Linked DNA regions of Mus musculus: region 1 is linked to region 2. Evidence: chromatin contacts called from public Hi-C data. All regions are on one chromosome and are shown on one strand. The core of a region is the stretch at or near the end of the contact, and the rest is flanking DNA. Distances in the headings are between cores, read along the strand shown. Region 1 holds the start of Stx17 (syntaxin 17). Region 2 overlaps Nr4a3 (nuclear receptor subfamily 4, group A, member 3).

Region 1 (3,456 bases), core at 439-2,938, 50 kb before region 2:
AACTCACTCTGTAGACCAGGCTGGCCTTGAACTCAGAGAACCACCTGCCTCTGCCTTCTGAGTGCTGGGATTAAAGGCGTGGGTCATCAGTACCCAGCAATCATAGGAGTTTATGTTGACACAAAATAGTGAATACAGATAAAGAAACCAGATGGAAAGTGCCTCCTTAGAGCAGAAGTCAATAAAGGAGGGAAATTGAGGGCTGTTACAGTATCAAAGTAATAAATAGTACTTGGGGAATAACTGGACTACTAATTGCTATAGAGAATCTCCCAGATACCAAATTTAACTAAGTCATCTGATTGTGTCAACACACAAGCAGTAGGTCCCATCTGGAAGGTCCATGGAGGCATAAACTGAAAAGGGTACTTATACCTTGTGGTATTCTTAACAGAAATGCAACACAATCTAGTCCCAACTAACTATAGACAAACTCCTACTTGAAAGGCATTACCAACATTCCTGACTCTTCAAAGCACACAAAGTCATGATACTGCTACAGATTGGAAAAGGTAATGTCGCCAGGCCCATCAAGAGTAAGGCTGCTTACTAGATACCATTGTAGAATACAGAAGGGACTCTAATAAAAAGAATGGAATCCCAAGAGACCCAGTTAACCAGATAGTAATCTCTTGCTCTCTGTGACTGTATTAAGGATGGTATGTAAAATACTAACACAAGGGCGCTGTAGTGTTCTGTACTATGTGTACGAGTTTTCTTTCTCTCTTTTTTGTTTTTCTAAGACAGGGTTTCTCTGTGTAGGGCTGTCCTGGAATTCAGTCTGTAGACTAAGCTAGCCTTGAAGTCAAGAGATCCTCCTGCCTCTGCCTCCTAATGCTGGGATTAAAGGCATGGGCCACCAAGGCCTCCAGCAACTTCTGCAACTTTTCAATAATTGCAAATGACTCCAAATTTTTTTGTCTGGTGTTTGTGCATGTATAATAATTGCTGTTTCATGGATGAAAGAACGTGTAGAAGACAGGCCTGCAGTCATTTTCCAAGCACACACATTTGCAGTGAGAGGTGTCAAGTGCTTTTTATAAACTTAATCTCTTGGTACTTGCAACTAAGATGATATGGGTACCATGATACTAGGGTTCCACAAGAAGAAAAAGTACCCAAAGGTGAAGTAAATTACTCAAGAGTTATTTAAAAGCGAAAGAGCCCCTTTCCAGGAAAAAGGTCCCAAACTGCTGATAACACTATCTCCCAAGGAAATGCGTCCCCTTGGGCATGTGGGTGGTACAAGGAGAGTAAGTGCTGGCTCGGTCCCCGCAGCTGCGGCCTCTCCGCGTCCTGCTTGGGCACCGGTGTCGCGTCGTCCCTCACGGAGTCACCAGGACGCACCCAGGCCACACCAACGACCCCAGCGGCGCGGCTGGCCCGGCGACCCAGGGCCCGAAGCAGCTCTTCACAGCGACCCGGGAGGGCATAGCGCAGTGGGGCCTCGGCCTCCCCGCTCCCGCAGGGACAGCTACTCCAAAACTGAAAACAGAGAGGCTTGGCCACTTCTGGTCGCGGCCCCGGCGCTCACACTGACCCGAGGCCGGGCTTGGTGACCGGCGCCTCTCCCTTGCGTCCACAGCCCGGCCCGCGGTGACACATCGCAGCCCAGCGACCCCGTGGCGGCAGCCCGGCAGCCCCTTACCTCCCGCCTAGGCGCTCGAGGCCGTCGATACACACTGCGCAGACGCGAGAGGGGCGGGGCGTCTCCAGGGGCGGGATATGTGGCCCCGCCCCCTACCCGGCCAGTGGGCGTGGAGGTAATATAGTGTGCCAACCACTGGATGAACAATTCCAAGTGTTTTATGGGTCGTCTTGTGTACTGTATCTAAGACAATTTACACTTGGATAACCTTCTACATGTTACAGTTTTCCTGCACATTGTGTTCCTTGAATTTTGTTGGCGAGGACGGCCTTGTGCCCCTAGCTCTTTAGGTGTGTAAAAACTGAAGCTCGGAACCCAGTGCCATCCTTCCCCGCCCCGCCCCGCCCCGCCTCCCAGAGCCCCTGAGTGACTGGCTAGGAGTATCTGAATAGCCACAGGCACAAATGAAAGAAGGCATAAACTTTTTTGTCCAGAGCCTGCTGCAGTGCTTTGGGCGTCTGTCCTTATTAAAATGATACCTGGTCACTTTGAGGCTCAGCACAGATAGGAAGTGACTCACTCCAGTTCAGCCCGTTTGTGACAGCGCTGTACTCACAGCTGGTTTTCCTAATTTCTTCTCAAGTAGTTCCAGTTGGACCAGCTGCTGCTAGAACAAGCTTTGAAGTGTGTGCAGGTCATTGATTCTCCTCTCTGAATGTTCTGACCTCAAGACCTAGCCAACTAAAATATATATATGACTATTCAGGTCTTTGCTTGAAATGGATCTTCTGATGATGAAGTTTTCAACAGTCTTAAGAACATTTCCTGTTAGCTGTAAGGAAACTCAGTTCTTAGGATCTGCAGGTAGAAAGGAAGTAGAGGGGGAATTTTAGCCCACAGATTAGGGGCTTAAGAAAGTCTTGAAAGGCAATTTTTAAAATAAAGCTCATTATTAATTAAGCTATTTGAATTTTCTTTGGGGTATACTGGATGTTAGTGTTTATGGTACCCTTAGTTCATAGATTGAGGCATATCTATCAAATTTTCATCCCAAGGAGAAAAATAAAGGTATTAGGTAATGCCATAGGATGGATGGTAAAATGCCAAAGTCAGTTAAACAAGCAATAGGGAATCATTTAATTGGTAAAGTGCCTGCTTCACAATGAAGACCTGAGTTTGGACACCCAGCACCCACATACAAAACCAAGCTCTGTGGTATATGTTTATGATCCTAATACTATCTAAATAGACAAAAGGATCCATGAGCTTGCTGCCCAGCTGGTCTTGTTGAATTGGTAACCTCCAGGCTCACTGAGAGATGATGTGTGTTCTCTCTCTCTCTCTCTCTCTCTCTCTCTCTCTCTCACACACACACACACACACACACACACCGAATCCATTAAACAAGACCTTTTGAAGTAAAGATAACTAGTGTTAAGTTTTGAAAAAGTACAACAGGGAGCTGTGGCACTCTGGAATTGACTTTGGCCTTCCAGGTGGTTGTATGATGTTTGCTGTAACTTAGGTGTGTCATGTAGAGAGATAATGATATTTAATCTAACAGTTTGGCTAGCCTCACTTACAATCTACAATACTTAATTGAATCTTTCAATATTTAGACATAAGGGGTGTGACCATTCTCTGTGCTCTTGCCTTAAGCCATAAAGTTATTAGGATAATAAGATCTGCTGCCACGAGACAAAGTTTTCTTGATATCTTAACTTAACCCAGTAGATCCAAAGAAAACAAAACAGTAAGGAGAATACATCTTGGAAAAAACAAAAACAAAAAAGAAATTATTACCTGGTAACATGATTGCTTTCATGGAGAGCCTGTAGATATGAATTCAAACAACTTCAAGGTGGTTA
Region 2 (3,667 bases), core at 622-3,121:
TTGAGATGATGACACAGTTCTAGCCAAGGAGGAAGAAAAAAAAATGGGGCTGTTCCGGAGACAGCAAACATGTAACAGGACTTCCTGCTCTGAGCCCCTCCTCTGTCTCTAGGAAGTCACACTGCTGCCACTTATTGAACCATGTGTCCTCTGCCAACTGCTGGCCAGCCCCAGAACCCACACTGGTCAGGGAGCCACAAGTTAGGTCGAGGTGCACAAAGCTGTCTTTTCTGTCTGTCTTTCTAAGACTATGGACTCCTTAAAGGGAAGGGACTCTGCGCCTGGCATGTGGCAGAGCGCCACAGACACCGACTGAATTAATCTAAGTGAAATTAGGCATCTCTCAGGGAGTCAGGCTATTTTCTAATAACAATGGTGGGCTAAAAATTATTTAGATTTTCCTAATTTGAGAGACTTGCTGATATTTGATATTTACAACACACGTGTTCGGTGAATACGGGTCATGCACCAGACAGCAGGATTTAGACTTTTGTTTGGGCCCCCAAAGTATATCCCAAGTGTGGCCATGTGAAGACCTGAACTCAGACCTTTAATCTCCACATCCATACTTGCCCTTGCCACATGGCTGATAGCTCTATTTGATGGAAAAATCAGAATGGCCAGATATTTAAAGCAAGCAGACATGCTCTGGAGCGACAGGGTGAGGGATCAGCCAAGTGCTGATCTCACACTGCCCCTAGATCTGCCTTTCTTCCATCTTAGAGGTCATGTTCCAAGAAGACCAGGAAAAATAGATAGAAGAGAAAGAACTCATTGTTCTACCTTGAATCTATAAAACAACACCTTGGGAAATTAAAAAAAAAACAAAAAACAAAACTCCACTTGGGCATCAAAATTTCTTCTGCTATTGGCTCCAAAGGACCCTTTAGAACATATTCCCCTATCGATCACTGGATAGGAAATTCATGCTTATACCCCAAGGTTATAGTTCATAGTAACAAGGCAAATATCCCAATGAGTCAGTTGTTTCACTGAAAAGCCTTTACATTTTCCCAGAGCCCAGAGACTGTGTGCAAGCTGGTGCCCCGGGAGGTGGCAACACTATCTTCCAGAGTAGATTCCTGCCTCTGCTCTCACGTTTGCTTCAGAACAGGAAGTCGTTCAGAATCATTGCTTGGACTCCTTGAAATGCTCTCCTCTTTCCGCTCTGGTCATGTATATGATTAAATCCATGAAGAAAGCACTTTGACTGTCCATGATTTCCCCACAACTGTGCTGGGCTGTTTTATGGTCATGCCCTGGATCTCTGGTTTCCCTGGTTTAGAGTGACCTTTTCATCGAAATGCTACTGCGTTAGGAAGTTATTCATGACCAGCACATTGAGTGTTCTTAATTCCCCATAACGTACCGTTTACCCAGACTTCCTCTTCACTGAACCTATCCCTTCAGAAACCTAAACATTGCCAGACATAGTGGCTTCTGCCTCTAAACCTAGAACTCTGGAGGCAGAGGCAGACAGATCTGTGAGTTCCAGGCCAGCCTGATCTACAGAGTTCAGGCACAGCCAGGGCTAAATAGTGAGACACTGTCTCAGAAAACCAAAAACCAAACCAAACTAAACCAAAGAATTTAAAGGCTAACCACCATGCATAGAGCTCCTTATACCATATCTTGGTAGATGACAAAATTCCTGTTATTAGGATGCATGCCCAGTTCAGCTTCCTATTCCTGCACAACGACAGCCTGGCTTAGAGAGGCCCCAATGCCTAAACTTTGTAAAGAGGTAACACCGCACTAACTTTCTGTTTGGAGGGTGGCAAGCCGATAACAACACACTGCACCCCATCAATGTCAAAGAAGCAAAGCCTTCACATTGCTCCAGGGATGTGGCTTTGACAGGAGGCAATGGTTAGGGCAGATGAACTGGGGACCCAGAAAACATGTGAAAACCACAAACTGTGGGGGAACTCCCCATTACTGTAGGATGGGAGATTGATCAAAAAGAGACTACTTCCTGTCCCATCTCACCACCCAGTACTTCAGGGGAGGAAGAAGAAAATAAATTGGTGGGTGGGGAGAGACATCATGTTTGGGTAAACTACCACCACTATCCAATTTCTGAAGGCTTTTTGTGAAAGCAAGACTGGCTAATGGACTAAGATCCCTCCTCCCTTTCCCAGGTGCCTGTCTGGTTTCAGATAAGACAGGTTTTTGAATGAATTTTCCTAGGGCTCATCTGTTGCTCCACTTTCTGACTATGAGGCATCCTGAGACATCAAGACCTTGGGACTGCCCACTCACCGGACAGTGGCTGCTCACAACAGTGGGGGTGCTTCCTGGGCACTGCTCTTCCTCTATTGCCCATTGCTCCTATGCATCCCAGATCCTTCCCAGTCACCAAATCCCAAGAGTTTTGTGGGATTAGAGGGCTAATTCTGCTTGTGTGGTATCTGCAGCACCTCGGACAGCTTGCTCTAGAAAGGCTGTCAGGAATGAAGGTAGCAACTGGAGTTACCCTTGAGAAAGACCTACATACAAATCATTCGGTCCATCCAGTCTCCCTCACTCTTTTGTGATCACTGTCCTTTGAGTCACCTAAGTGGCTAAGGAAATAGTCGCCAAACATTCTATACTGCCTTGTTTTGTTTGAGACGGGCCGGTCTTAAACTCACCATGTAGGACAAGCTAGCCTTGAACCCACAATCCTCTTGCCTTAGTCTCTTGTGTGCTGGAATTATAGGTGTGAGTTCTTACTGCCATATAAAGCTACCACCTTTTCTTCAAGACACTGAGTTTGATTTTATACTGCTCAAGGTTTCCAAAGAGAAGGACAGGTCAGACCCCATCTTGAGGGAGCTTCTGTCAATCCCACTCCAAGGAGATATGATCCAAGGCATAAGGAGATCTAAGGTCTTCCATGAGTCCAGTTTGGCTGTGTCATAAACCCAGTCTTTCATAACCTACACTGCCACCCCATGGAACGGATGTTATTATCCCCATGTTGTGGATGAGGAAACAAGTACAGAGAAGACAGCTATGCTACTCAATAATTCTTGCTAAAGAAACACCAGACTCCAGTTTAATAAGGGGGTTACCAGAACCAGAAACCCATGTTTTAATTGCCATGCCAAACTGCCTCTTCCTCCAGCAATCTCTACCCAAGTGGGCAGTGGGTTGGTCAGCTCTGATCACAGCACAGCACAAATGGGTTGCAGAGACTAGCACCACCTTCCGCTTAATTTCTATTCTGGATGCTATGTGGACCCTATGAGTTGGGAACACCTGGTACCCTGGTGTCCATTAACCTCCATAGCACAAAACAAAGCAAGAACTGGCTTCATGAGCCAGGCTCTCCTTGTGAGCCTCAGCCCCTATGCTATACGACTCGCTGTTTCCTCTGCTTCTCCCTGACCTACTTTGTGCTCAGAGCCAGCTGCCACTGTAGATCATCCTAGAATGCAAGTCTGGCCATCGTTCCACTGTTCAAAGCTTTCCGTGGCTCTCCACTGATCTCAAGACAGACCCCACATGCCTGGGTCTCACTGGGTGCGGAAGGCTAAGGAAAGGTTCTGTAACCCGTGACACTCTCTTTCTGTAGGTCTAGTGGCTTCTCCCAACACTAGATGTTTTAGCCATTTCCTTTGTGACACTTAGGTCAGTCATATTTCCAATAGCTTTGGGAGATTTTTATTTATGCTTAGAGCTA

The links. Hi-C and Micro-C count contacts between places; a contact is called where the count stands out from the background.
Region 1: a contact with region 2 is called in a Hi-C map of CD8 T cells, with 1.7 times the contacts expected there. The contact joins the promoter of Stx17 here to the enhancer-like site in region 2. A contact is called at or near these places in 3 of 39 promoter capture datasets (3T3-L1-derived adipocytes, epiblast stem cells and neutrophils), 2 of 15 datasets of contacts at CTCF or cohesin (CD8 T cells and the NIH/3T3 cell line), 15 of 484 Hi-C or Micro-C datasets (CD4 T cells, CD8 T cells, LSK cells and 6 more), 4 of 115 datasets of contacts at active chromatin or transcription factors (effector CD8 T cells, embryonic fibroblasts, memory CD8 T cells and 1 more) and 2 of 9 other capture datasets (adipose tissue and pancreatic islet).

The regions. Positions count from the first base shown.
Region 1 is chr4:48,123,151-48,126,606 of GRCm38.p6, reverse strand. It overlaps Stx17 (syntaxin 17), which reads right to left and starts at 1,688. Exons shown (of 8, transcript NM_026343.2): 1 at 1,649-1,688.
Region 2 is chr4:48,073,260-48,076,926 of GRCm38.p6, reverse strand. All of the region lies in intron 7 of Nr4a3 (nuclear receptor subfamily 4, group A, member 3), which reads right to left. Among named protein-coding and RNA genes, the nearest start is that of Nr4a3, 30 kb to the right of the region's middle. Within about 2 kb of position 1,871, at least 55 of the 459 cell types and tissues checked have an H3K27ac peak or open chromatin away from gene starts, as enhancers often do. A contact at or near this core is called in CD8 T cells, Th17 cells, effector CD8 T cells and 2 more, where this site is marked.